Regions from separate parts of the Danio rerio genome. Here region 2 is linked to region 1. Evidence: chromatin contacts called from public HiCAR-type data. All regions are on one chromosome and are shown on one strand. The core of a region is the stretch at or near the end of the contact, and the rest is flanking DNA. Distances in the headings are between cores, read along the strand shown.

Evidence for each region. HiCAR-type assays count read pairs that join an accessible place to other places.
Region 2: a HiCAR-type map of caudal fin shows a contact between it and region 1, with 5 times the contacts expected there. The contact joins the promoter of mrpl3 here to the promoter of dync1li1 in region 1. A contact is called at or near these places in 1 of 18 Hi-C or Micro-C datasets (an unstated tissue) and 1 of 4 datasets of contacts at active chromatin or transcription factors (caudal fin).

What each region holds. Positions count from the first base shown.
Region 1 is chr19:21,280,743-21,288,016 of GRCz12tu, reverse strand. It overlaps dync1li1 (dynein, cytoplasmic 1, light intermediate chain 1), which reads left to right and starts at 4,062. Exons shown (of 13, transcript NM_001102428.1): 1 at 4,062-4,165; 2 at 4,392-4,465; 3 at 6,610-6,726. The coding sequence starts at 4,062. cpne4b (copine IVb) reads right to left here and starts at 1,266. Exons shown (of 16, transcript XM_003200571.7): 1 at 1,059-1,266.
Region 2 is chr19:21,447,508-21,454,781 of GRCz12tu, reverse strand. It overlaps mrpl3 (mitochondrial ribosomal protein L3), which reads right to left and starts at 2,676. Exons shown (of 11, transcript NM_200007.1): 1 at 2,471-2,676; 2 at 1,931-2,000; 3 at 1,819-1,852; 4 at 1,416-1,507. The coding sequence starts at 2,565.

The sequences.
Region 1 (7,274 bases), core at 2,813-5,312:
AAAGCATGGTGTTTCCTGCAATATGATGAATAATCAAGCACTCACACAGGAGTACAGTGGATAGGCTCATGTGGACTGCTGGCCTAGTTTTCATGCTGTTAATTTGTGCTAGCTATAAAAGTGTTTGGACAACAGATGCAGATATTCTCTTTATATTATGTGAATATACATTAAATCAAACACTCCACAAGCTTGTACCACTCTGCTGTAAGTTTTTTGAAAAATACTATACAGCTGATGCAATGCATGTACATGTCAAATAGACAAAAGTGTTCTGTTCTATGGTGGAAGAAAGAATGAAGAGATGCCTCCTTGAATGAAAATAATACAGTGTTCAAATTTAGTTTCAAACTGTAAATTGAGATAATGTTAAACTGGGTTAATTTTTGAGAAATTAATATTCGTACAGTTTTTATGTTTGATAGAGCATCATTTTACTCAATTTTACTAAATCAATTTACACATTTATGCACGTCACATGACTCCTAGGCTACACCACACTGCACTGCCTCAGTTTTGTCTTGCATGCAAAAGTTTCTCAGGGCATAAATATAGCTAACATGACATCTAACAAAATAAATAAAAGAAAAAATAATAATACTAAAAAATAAAACTACTTGCACTACAATTTTCAAAATGTTCAGCTTTTCAGTGCCCATTTACTGTTTATTTTCTTGGCATACATCAGTCTATTTGGCTTTTACCTTAACAAATGAATCAGAATTACTTTTATTTTAAAAACATGTCAATCATATAACGAAGTAAATTCCAATAATGTTAGTACGAATCATATTTGTTAGTCTTACAGTCTTTCTCAATTTGTCTTTTAATGACCCACAAACACCAAATGACATGTTGAAAAATTGACTGACAGCTAAGGTCTTACAATAGATGAACAATTACTACAAACACAATTCGATTCAAACAGAATCAACCGCCCTCTTTAAAACACTGATAGTATTTATGCATGTTCACATAAAATGTATGCTTAAAACTTAGATATTTTGGGGTGTATGCAAAACTATGAGGTACATTGTTTATAAAGGCACAAAACTTACCCACTGTTTTAAGTATAAGAACAAATCCCAAGGTATGCGAGAAAAAGTTCCTCAGTTTTAAGATTGTGTTGAGTGCAGTTTACGCACTGGACTCATTTTCCATCTGATTCCATGTTTAGATTTTCAGCCGTCATAAAAAAATGCAGCTCCATCGGGTTGAGCGTTAAAGGTGATGGATAGTCCGACCTGCAGGATCCTCTCTCCACATAAGAGCAGGGCACGCGCGCGCACTCCACTTAACTTCACTGTTTAGTCCTACTGTCAACGCTGGAGAGGAAGTACATGGCGCAAATACAGTGTAACCCTGCACTCTGGCGGTTAGTTCTGCAAATTACATTTAATCCCCATACAGGCATATAGTGAGAGTAAATGGTTGTATTTGATTTTTGGGGGTCTGGCCTTAAACAAATCCAGTAGGACGAGTAAACTGATTGTGAATTGTTGAGTGTGTGGTTGTCTGGTGAATATTTTTTTAGTTTGGTACAACATGTCGCAAAATAGGTATATGTTTTTGGTACAGATGCGCTGTAGAAAAAAATTTATTGAGCGATATAATATGCTCCTTCGGGCACAAAAAGATATGTGTTCATGGAGACTTGACAAGAATAGAATAGAATAGAATAGAATAGAATAGAATAGAATAGAATAGAATAGAATAGAATAGAATAGAATAGAATTACTATTTGTGGTATAGGTCCGTAGGCAGCCTGACGAAAGAGGTGGTTCTTTTTACTCAAAAAATGGACCTTTTTGCAGTTATTCGCCTCATTTTCTATTTAATTATGAGGTGTAAATACTGCATTTTAAGCACTTTTTTACTGGATTAGCTTGTCACATGGTCACACTTTTTGATGTACCAAAAGCATTTCCTGAAGATTTAGAATTAAGAAATAATACAATAATATATACAAAAAATATACAACACTTGTTTTAAAAATACTAATTTATTACATTTTATATCATTAGGAGAAAATAGAAATTTGTTTTTAAACAAAAAAGTGTAGCCTATTATCATTTATTACACTCTCAGAAAAAAATGTTACAATGTTGTAAAAAAACGGTGAAAACCCTTGTCACTGGGGCAGTACCTTACATTTACATTTAGTCATTTAGCAGACGTTTTTATCCAAAGCGACTTACAAATGAGGACAAGGAAGCAATTTACACAACTATAAGAGCAACAATGAATAAGTGCTGTAGGCAAGTTTCAGGTATGTAAAGTGTAAGAAGCAAAACATTAGTAATTTTTTTCTACCTTGCAACAGAATTGTGCCTTAAGACAAAGAAACAAATTTGTCATATCCAAAATTTGTAATTTATTATCAGTAAATATAAAACATCAAATACATTTTTAAACAAGGTTTCAGTTCATAATAAAAGTTTTTTGTGTAAATACACATTTTCAATTTACAATAAAGAATAAAACATACTTCACACAGAAATTAAAGATTTATGTTTTTGCTTAACATTTTTCACAACACTGTTAACAAAAATGTTACAGAAATACATTCTCTCATGTACAATATAACAATTTGTTTGCCAGTTTTCACACAATACCTTTTCTAATCACTTAAAAGTATTTTAATTAACTTTATTATAAAATGGAAATAGAATTATGCAAAAGTATTGTAACGAGAAATGCACAATGTTGATTAGTTTTACAATAATAAAATGTTTGCATGAACACTTTGCATATGCAGTACTTTTGCTAGCTCATGTGCATAGGGGGAAAAACAAAAGGTGTGGATATCAATAATGAAAATGTATTTTTCAGAAAATGTTTACCATATGTTTATTAAAATGTCATAAATGTTTAGTTTTGTTTTATCAGTTGTTTTGTATGGAACTTAATAATTAATGTTTATGAGTTTCTTTAAACATATTCTTTTAAGTTATGTTTACAAAAGATATCTGTATACCCTTGTGTACCTTTTTTCTGACAGTGAAAGCAAATTACAAACTGGCCAGCACATTAAACTTTCTTCAGTCAGAATTTGAGACACTAAATTTGGCACCAAAACTGCCAAATTCGTTGTCCCAGGTTCTGTACCAATGACCGACACAGGATTCCGCTTGGTCTTAAAGCTTTTTTCAATGTGTTATATTTACAATTTATTATGACATAGCAGTCAAAATAGAATAAATGAGCTAATGTTTGGGACAAATTCTCGACCTTTGTCAGTGAGGGGTGGGTCTATCGAACAACCCAAACCCCCTTATACAGGCCTGTGGTATTTGATTAATTTCAGGGCAGAGCGGTGGCTCAGTTGAATGCACGTCACCTAACACTAAAAAGGTTGCTTTGAGTGGTTTGAGTTTGGGTGTTTCCAGAAGGGCATCTGACGGATAAAACATATTCCAGAGTAAATGGTGGTTCATTCAGCTGGGGGGACCCCTGGTAAATCAGGGACTTTGCCAAAGGAATGTGAATTTTGGGTCATTAATGTGAATGTGAGGTTTTCATAATCCTTGACTAGGCTGTATTTTGAGCAACTGCTGTGATGGTTATGGAGGAGTGGTGAGCATGAGACTGATCCTTGTAAGACCACAGTGACAGACGAATCCTCGCATTGATCCTGAAGGGCCAGCCTGTACACAAGTTGGTGACCTCTCCCACCTGGACGTCCAGCGCTTTCCAGCCTTTTATAACATTTCAATATTTTAATAATCCTTAATAATAGGAATCTGAAACGTATTGATTTTTAAAGCTGTTGAGAACCTTTAAGCAATGAAAATGATAATAGATGTAAAGAATTCTTTGTGAAACAATTTAGAAAGATTTTTAGATTTCTTTAGAAGTGCTCTATTCTATTCTATTCTATTCTATTCTATTCTATTCTATTCTATTCTATTCTATTCTATTCTATTCTATTCTATTCTATTCACCTGAGATTTGGGACTGTGATTGCGGCTCGCCATGGTCCACGCCCAGCAAAAAAGCAACGCTCGGTTCTGTGCGAAACATCCGGGGCTCTTTCAGGGGTGTCACTCAAGCCTGCGAAGATGGCGACGACGGGCAGAAATACACTCCTATCGGTTAGCACAAATGTAAATAACAGCACTTCCGAAAGCCAAAACCCCGAGGAGGAGGATGGACAGAATTTATGGTAGGCTTAGCCGGACATTTTATCCTCCATTCAATCTTGGGTGTATGGTCAGAACGCAGATTTATATGGCTCAGAGCAGCATGTGACAGTTGTTAGCGGCTAACTTGCAAATTGCCCCAGCCGGGCAGGTACACAGGCCAGCCTGAATCAATGATCTCACTGATGCATGTTTCTAAAAGCATTGTGATTTAACATCTAATGCCACACTATGTTCCTCTGCGTTCAGGTCATCGATACTGAGTGAGGTGTCGACGCGCTCACGATCAAAATTGCCGTCAGGAAAAAATGTGGTGGTCATGGGTGGGTGTTTTTCTTGCCTCTGTCACGCAAAAATGCTGTTTCATGTGTGTTCTGCATCCCATTGTTTTGCATCCACTGGCTGGTTATCGTTGAACAACATAACAGCGTTAAGTAAACGCAATGGTTTGAACGTAACAACTCGCTTGCTCCGCCTGTGCACTGATGTGATTGTACGTTAAGTGTGTTATTGAGCACACGTTTATTGTTATTGAGCACACGTCATTGTCTAACGTTACATTCATCGCTGTCAGTCCCCGCTCGCTCTAAAAACATTGTCCTTTGAGTTTATCTACCATTTTTATAATGTGACATTAAATTCCGTTATAAAGGTTTGCATATGGTATACACTGTCGGGTGAATAGAGATAATCCGCACTCTCAGACACTGGACGTGTCTCAAATGCTTTCGTGTTGCCTATCTAGACAGCACCATAGGAGTGTTCCGAAGAACTAAATGCAAGACTGCTACATAACATGCTAATAACAAAGCAGATGTGCTTGCAATGAATAGAAAGTGCTGTCTCGTTGTCTTTTAGAAACGATAATGCTGTCTATGTAGGCAGCTCGCAAGGTTTTTTTAAACACAGCCAGTGACTGGCTCTTGTTTGCAGTATCAATGGGTGGCGTCAGACATATTTGTCATACAGACTTTGTTGGATAAAAGAATTTAATACAAATATAAAACTGTATTATTATTGTGAGGTATTTTTTCTTTACAAATTTGCATACTAATATACATAATGTGTTTGAAGTGTATTTGAAGAAATTCTCGAAAGTGGTAAATTAAGTGTGCATTTAAATATCTAATTTTATAAATTGTTCATTTAAATTGAATATAATAGATTAGGACATTTAAGACTTCACCTGTCAAAAATGAAAACATAGCATTATACATTTTGATTTTTAGTAACATATTTTGTTTTCAGCATTATTTTGCTAAAGTCTTATTATTGACTCTTAGTAGGTCTGAACAATAAATCATTTGAACATCAATATCCCAATGTGTATATTCGCAATTGTCACATTGTAGGACTAGATTATTTATTAAAGATTAAGATATTGTTGTACAACATTATTATACATTGATGACAATGTTATTCCATGCTTGATTGTTACAATTTTGTTTTTTAATTTTTAAACAAGTATTTTACAGTACTTTAGAAATGCTCAAAAATGTCTCTGGTAAATCAAATATAAAAGTTTGAAAACATTGACAAAGTCACACAAGTGGCAATTTTACATCGGTCACATATAATGGAGAGACAACACATCCATAACGGCATTTTTCCTCATAAATGCAAAAATGTCAAATAAAATAAAATGAATAATTTTTGTTCTATAGTGAGCCAGCTCTTATCCTTTTGATTAACATAATTTCTTTTTAGTTGTGCAGTTTAATTGACAGAATTTTTACAAAGTGTGTAAAAAAAACTCACAGACTTTTTTTTTTTGACACATCCATAACGCAAGATTATTTCCCCCATTTAAAGTATAAAAAATGATTGCATATTGATATTTTTATGATCCTGTAATTCTGTGGTTACTTGTTTTGGAAAATATAAACAGATGTTTTAATATAATGTTAACATATACTGTACTTTCTCTGTGAATTTATGTTTTGAGTTTTCACTGCAAATGTCACATCCATAACGCTGAATTGCTCATATGAAAAATATTGATTATATTTTATGCAGATTTCTGCATAGAAAAACACTTGATCACCCCAGTCAATCTGAATTCATGAAATCTTTCCAAATAGCAAAATTCTATTTATATTGCAGTAAAACAAAATATTGCAATTGCATTTTTTTTATATTGTGCGTGCAGCACAAACTGAGTAATTGCAAGAATATAATTATTTCATAGACTAAATGTCTATTAAAGATTTTGTAATCTGTTACAGGTCTTGAATTCAAATCTACATTGTGGATCAGTTCATCTTGTTAAATTAGTAATATGCTTTTATGAACATTAAAAACAGTGTACAGTCCATCCGTTGTTTTTATTTGCTTATGCTTGCATGTAGTTGTAAAAGCAGAGAGTGAGTAATTCAGTATGCATATATCCAGTTTATTTTTCAGGATCCAAATGTATCTCCTAAATGTTTAATATATTTATCTCTGTGTTAATATGACCTTTTAACAGGTGAAGTAGGGTCTGGTAAGACCACCCTGGTTGCGAAACTCCAAGGTGTAGAAGAGTACATGAAGGGACGAGGCTTAGAGTACCTGTATTTCAATGTTCACGATGATGATATTGATGGTAAGAATTTAAACATTGTCTATATAGATAGCTGGTTGTGATCTATTGCAACCAGTCAATAGACTGGCGGTTTTTAACACTGTTGTGTTTTGAAGTGGTGTTGTTGAAGTTTGTATTAACTTTGGTTAATAATCCTGTCATTATATTGTGTTAATTCCAAGTCAACACTATTATGATAAAACCTGGAAATGTAGATGGGTTTGGTTACTAGCCAAAGCATGAAGTGTAAAGTGTGTCGTACAAATACATACATACTCTGTTTGGTGTATATACAACTTTTACAGTTTAGTTTAATTTTGTTGTGAAAAAGTTTCATTTTTACCAGAATATTTTTTTTGTTTTGAAATTTAAATATTTCATGTTCTGTTTTTAACATACATATGCTGAAGTGAAATAAAAAAAACAATACTGACAGAACAATCATCACAATCAATTAGTTTTAAGCACGATAATCATCATTTCATACCTTATAGAGCAGCTTTAAAAGTTGTACATCTGTCCAAGGTCAAAAACAATTGACCTGTCTTGTAATGTACGTTGCAGCATCA
Region 2 (7,274 bases), core at 1,427-3,926, 170 kb before region 1:
ACATGCACGCCAACTGACCCAGCCGAGGCTCAAACCAGCAACCTTCTTGCTGTGAGGAAACAGCACTACCTACTGCGCCACTGCATCGCCGGTTCAAAGTTAGGTCAACTCAAAAAACCTTTGCAGCAAGTTATTTTTTATTTTTACAGTCTTTGAGCAGACAATAACAAGGCAAACAAAGAAAAAAAAAAGATTGAAACATTTTTTTCTTCTTTTTCTTCCATTTGTATGTGATCCCATGTAATTTGTGCACCTCTTGCATGATATAATAAAAAGGCAGGCTAAAATGTGCTCAGGAACAGGATGTGTGGACAAACATGGTAGTCCAAAACTCACTTTTGTGATAAAACAGATTTCAGGTTTTGTACCCAATGTGAAACATTATGTTCCTTATCAAATTAAGGAAATACTGAACTCAAGAATAACTCAGTGTGTAAAAAATAATCAGTGAAAGGTTGAGAAGGACATGTTGTGTCAGGAATGCTTTCTGCAGCTGGAGTTGTGTCTGTTATATATATGGAAGATTGAAAGAAAATGTTTATCAGATAATCCTTTGGCAATATTTGTTCCCTCTGTTCATTGCACAGTCAGCCAGCAATTTTCATGCAGGACAATGAGCCACCATAGCATACCAAAATAGGCCAATCAGTTGCTTCAAGATTAAAACACTGAAATAATGAAGTGGCCAGCCCAGAGTCCCGACCTAAACCTGACTGAAAACCTGAGCAAAATCCTTGGGGACAAAGTTATTGAAAAGAAACCTACTACAGTCATTTTGGAAGAGACTGGAAAAGTGAATAAAGACCACATCAGTGCAGTGTGAGAGAACAGGGCCAGTGTCAGCAGATTTTCTTAAGTCTATAAAAGCATGGGACAGAGTACGTCCTACACTTTTTTGACTTCAGTAAACTTCAGAAACATAAGTTTTAATCTTTTATTGTATTACAGTTCTCTAAATTTGGTCAATGTGCTTCCCACAAAATAAAGAGTTTTGTTTGACTGACTTAAGTCATTTAGTAAAAACACTGGTCTATTAGCATGGTATAGCAAAAGTTTCCTCCTCACCAAGTTATTATCCTTGTTTTATTTAAAACCTTTATGGGTTTTTTTTAACAGAAAAAAAGGTACAAGTTTTGAACAATACTTTTTTTGTCTTTTTCATTTTTTTCATTCATCAATTGTTATCCAATTTTAATACCCACTGAATAAAGATATATAATTAATCACAATAATATACATTGGTCAACATCTAAAGTGATTCAAAAAAAGGTCATCAAAACTGTCCAAAAACTAGAATGTGTATTGTTTAAAAAAAATTTACTTTCAGGACAACTTTGATGAAAGGATTAAGTGCACAGCAAATATGACAATTAGATTTGAATTGCAATAGCTTTTACTTGTGCAGTGTTTATTACCTGTAGCATTGTAACAACGTGTCTCTCTCCAGATTTGCTCCACACAGGCATCATTCCAAGTTTAATGGCCACAAGACCAACTCTCCGACTCCCTGAGGAGATGCAGGTTACAATTTAATGGGATCATATAAACCATGAGTCTCAAACTCGATTCCTGGAGGGCCACAGCTCTGCTAAGTTTTGTGCAATCCCTAATTAGAACACAACTGATCCAATCCAAGTAATAAAGGTGTTCAAGACTACTAGAGACTATAAAGCAAGTCTGAGTTGAAAGTGGTTAGAGCTAAACTTTCAGGAATTAAGTTTAAGATCACTGATATAAACTGAAGTTTCATGTAATGAAGTACACAAATGCAACACATTTATGAAGACAAGCAGCAAGCGTCCTGGAAGAGTGACCCACCTTCCACCCACTCATGTCTGGGCCAGGGCTCATCCTTAAGGGGGTTGAGTCTGTCCTTTGTCATTTGATCGTATTCCTCTGCAGTTAACTTCTTCAAAAAGGATGCATTATCCTCCGTCAGGTGCTCATCCCACCATGTGTTCGACCGATGCGTCCTCACACATTGAATAACAGGAGCTCCGCTGTCAATAACGTGATAAAAAACTGTTATGCACACACAAACAATATATATATATATATATATATATATATATATATATATATATATATATATATATATATATATATACACACCCACATACATAAATATTATATTATATATACATACATAAACACACATTTGACGGCTAAATAAAATGTAATGTATACAACGTTATACACACACACATTATATATAAATATATACATACATACATACATACATACATACATACATATGACCACTGACGGCTAAATAAAATGTAATGTATACAGCGTTAAACACAGCGATTCAAATATGCATTTATTACTACCATTATTACGATCAACTTTAAAGCTTAAACTAAATTTAAAATGCAAACTAATATCAACGAATATCCTTGACATGATCCCGAGTTAAACATTACATTATGATGCTAATATTTTGTATCAATGTAAATAACTTGTCAAATACCTCTGCAGCGCTGCTCCACATCTGAAAACGAATACTGGCCTTCCTCTTAAAAGACCATCAGCAAGTCTAATAAACCTACACGTCAGCGCGGTCATTTTTATTTTTTATTACTATCATGCAATATACTACAGCTTGATCTTTTAGCACTATCGCTTCACTGTAGTGATCATGTCAGTCTCGTGTTTGTCCTGTAGCAGAATGTCATTCCTCCCACTTCCTGTGTTACAGGGAAATACGCTCGCTGATCGCTATGCTTCAAAATATTGTTCCTTTGAATTAATCTAGTTCCAATCATCAATTATCTATCATTACAGCTTTGCAACAGTTTTGAATTAAGTTTTAGGATTTAATAAAACTGTACAGCAGAAACCTAAACTTGTTTGCTAGCACCTCAGTCTTGACGACTTGTCCGACTTGTTGCAAAGAGTATAAAACACACTACCAAGTTTTTAAGATGCGACTGTTGACAGACAAGCAAGATGACAATAATAATAATAACAACAACAACAACAACAACAATAATAATAATAATAATAATAATAATAATAATAATAATAGTTGCCAAAAACCGACGCAGTGGCACAGTAGGTAGTGCTGTCGCCTCACAGCAAAAAGGTCGCTGGTTTGAGCCTCGGCTGGTTCAGTTGGTGTTTCCGTGTGGATTTTGCATGTTCTCCCTGCGTTCGCGTGGGTTTCCTCCCAGAGTCAAAAGACATGCTGCAGGTGAATTGGGTAGGCTAAATTGTCTGTAGTGTATGAGTGTGAAGGAGTGTGTATGGATGTTTCCCAGAGATCGGCTGCAGCTAGAAGGGCATCCGCTGCATAAAACATGTGCTGGATAAGTTGGCAGTTCATTCTGCTGTGGCGACCCGAAAGCCAAAAGAAAATGAATGAATGAATGAATGGCCAAAAACTATTTGACCATTCTGTGATTTGAGATAACAACAATGATCATTTTCTTCCCTTATTTCTAAGTTTATCAAAGTTTCTATTAAACCATGTTTGTGGGATTCTTTTTCTAAAAATAGGAGTCACAGCAAAGTCAAAAGCTGTGTCTCAGGGTGCAATAGTGTTATAGCGTTAAACACTAAAAGCGATTCAAACATGCATTTATTATTATCAACTTTAAAGCTTAAATTAAATTTAAAATGCAAACTATTATCAACGAATATCCTTGACATGATCCCGAGTTAAACATTACATTATGATGCTAATATTTTGGGCCGTGCATATCAATGATCTCATGTGCAACATATTAGTCTACATCCTCTGAAAGATGTAGACTTCCAAGGTGAGTCCTTCAAAGTCCACACAGACTGAAACAAAGCACCTTTAAGGGCGGCCCGGATTGGCTGATCGGGAGGACCGGGAGTATTCCCAATGGGCCGGTCCATTTTTTGGCTGTGAAGGCCAGTGTCTCTTGCTGCCTGCACACAGCAGTCACACTTTTTTATTTATTAATTTATTTATTTGACCATAGTATCACTCTTTTTCTTCATTGTTTTACCGCAGCTCCACTTTTTACATTTATTTTCACGCAGCCCCATGAGCAGGATGCAGCCTGTTGGTTAATGATGATGTCATTAGACTCCCCAACAGCGGCACTTTGTTCATCAGCTAAATCATTTGTTAAGAGTTACGCAAAAGATGAAAAAAAGATCATAAAAAGCGCATAGATGGTGCTGGAAAGGCCAGAATTAAAAAAAGCTGGTACGTTTTTCGTTAAAACCAGCGGCAGCACAACAACACACGAAGATGATGAAACGATCCGTAAGTTAACGTTAAGCTAATTAGGAGCTGTGCAAAGCAATGATGTCTGCAAACCACAGTTTATGTACCAAACTTTTTCTTGTACAGCAGCAGCCTCTTGTCCAGTTTGCTGCTAACAGTAAAGAACCAGGCCCCATAATGTTACCAAGCACCAAACAGCTCAACACACTAGAATGGGCATGTAGGATTGTCATTAAGTGAATATAAGAATTAAAATAACTAATACAAATGAATATTACACCTCCTCAATGAAAAATTCCCAGAGGCCATTAATAAAATTAGATGATTCAATAAATTAATAAATCTGGCTGAAGCGATCATTAGAAAGTAATACTGTGGTTTAAGGCAGATAACAGTGCAGTACTTGTTTTTATTCTTTATTTGTGTTTAAGGACTGGATATCTGTGAACAATTTTGCACAGAATTTATATTCAGATATTGTAGAAAAGGACATTATGATGCTTTAAATAATAGTGTTGGAGATTTACCATTTAATGTTCTCAAATTAATAAAAAATTGAAGTTATAAAGCAGCTGTGTCCTTGAAAAAGACATGATATAGTGTCATTAGAAAATTCAATACATTTAATTTGAATCTTTTTTATACGTATAGCTTAATATATATTTTTATTTATTTGATATTTCTTTTTTTCAAGATTTGGATATTTATGAGCACTAATTATTACAGAAAATAGATTCTTAGCTGTAAAACATTACATTACATAAATCTTCACTGTGAAGTACTGAATTGGAAATTATGTTATTTTGATATAGTCAGTCGTGAACTGAAGTGGGCCACACTAAAATATTGTCTCATTTCAAAATGCTTGTTTCAGTCAAAGACTAAAGCAGATTTTGTGTGACTCAAAAGTTCAGAAGTAAAACGTTCGAGGTTACAGAAGTAACCCTTCGTTCCCCGAGGAGGGGAACGGAAGTGCCATGAAATGAAATGGGAGGATTCGGATCAGAAGCCGCTTGTCTGGAGAGTATTGAACGGGCCAATGAATGAAATTAACTGGCAGCGTAAGCTTGCGCAGGTGTGCGGCATAGGCAATTAGCCCAGCATATAAGCGCACCTGAAGCCAGCAGACGCTATCCTTTTAAGCTGAAGATCCTTTCAAACAGCTAAGGGACAGTCATTATGGCGACGGAGTATGGCACTTCCGTTCCCCTCCTCGGGGAACGAAGGGTTACTTCTGTAACCTCGAACGTTCCCCTTCGGTTGGGGAACTTCAGTGCCATGAAATGGGAGAAGTATGGAAAGCGCCATAATGACTGCACCTTACCAACACCCCCGATGAGGAGATAGTCAAGCAAGCGTGACGCACCCACATCATGGGGGGCGCGGTCCTCCAACGTGTCCCTGGCCCTAATTTATCCTACTTCAACAGAAGTTTTACGGATTTAGATATATTTTTTGGGAAGTCGTGAGCATCTAGATAATTCTAGGAAATACGACAGTACGTTGGGAAGCGTGCAATCCCGATAGGGAGGACGCTGCGGAGGCCATCCGTTACCCAAGGGGGGGATAGATGGCAGAATTTACATATGGACTAGCCCTAAAAAGGGGGAGTACGCATAGCAGAAGAGTGGTTAGCGGAGAGGGAAGACACGGGTCCGCCCAGGGGGGGGACTTAACCGTGGCGGAATAAGCATATGGGATCGCCTAGTGGGGATCACGCATAGCAGGCACCTATACCCAAAACGCGGGCTGACCAGCGGGCAGACCTACAACGTAGTGGGCCAGCAAGTGACTCCTCCGCTGAGTCAGTGCTGGGGGCCATGGAGGAATCTGCAGGGCTCACCTGACGGGGAACTTTACTGACAGATAAAAAGGCGCACGTACCTCCGTGTTAGGGAGAATGGCGCAGCAAGCGTGTTTCAACACCCTACCGAGTTGTCTCCTCAATCACCAAGGGGTTACCTAATACCCTTGAGGAAACCGGCTCCACTCGCAGATTGTAAAACCTTGCAAATGTGTTGGGTGTCGCCCAGCCCGCAGCTCTACAGATGTCTGTTAGAGAGGCGCCACGTGCACGCGCCCAAGAGAATGCAACGCTCCGAGTGGAGTGTGCACGTACTCCCGGGGGACACGGCTGACCTCGACTCGAATAAGCGAGTGAAATGGCATCCACAATCCAGTGGGATAATCTTTGTTTCGATACAGCACTTCCCTGCTGCCGACCGCCATAACAGACAAAGAGCTGCTCAGATGATCTAAAATTCTGAGTACGGTACACATAAATGCGCAGAGCGCAAACTGGACAAAGTAAAGAAAGGGCTGGGTCTGCCTCCTCCGGGGGCAGCGCTTGCAGGTTCACTACCTGATCTCTAAAGGGGGTGGTAGGAACCTTGGGCACATAACCGGGGCGGGGTCTCAGGATGACGTGAGAGTAATCCGGCCCGAATTTCAGGCACGAGTCACTGACCGAAAATGCCTCCAGGTCCCCGACCCTCTTGATGGAGGCCAACGCAACCAGCAGAGCTGTCTTCAGGGACAGAAATCTTAGAGATACTGATTCGAGTGGCTCAAAGGGATCGGATCGCAGACTCGTGAGAACGAGGGCGAGATCCCAAGAGGGCATGAGAGGGGGGCGAGATGGATTAATTCGCCTAGCACCCCTAAGGAACTGGATGACCAGGTTATGCTTTCCCACGGTGCCGCCAGCTACCGCGCTATGATAAGCGGAGATGGCGGCCACGTAAACCGCGAGTGGAGGGCGACAGCCTGCTGTCCAACTTCTCTTGAAGGAAAGAGAGCACAACACTAATCTGGCAATTTCGGGGGTCTTCTCTGCGAGAGACGCACCATTCAGTGAATAGACTCCACTTCAGGGCGTAGGCGCGCCTCGTGGAGGGGGCTCTAGCCTGAGTGATGGTATTAACCACCGCAGTCGGTAGGTTACCTACGTCTTCCTCGCGTCTAGGGACCACACGTGGAGGTTCCAAAGATCGGGGCGAGGGTGCCAGATGGTGCCCTGTCCCTGAGAGAGTAGGTCCTCTCTCAAAGGGATCCGCCAGGGGAGGGCCGTCGC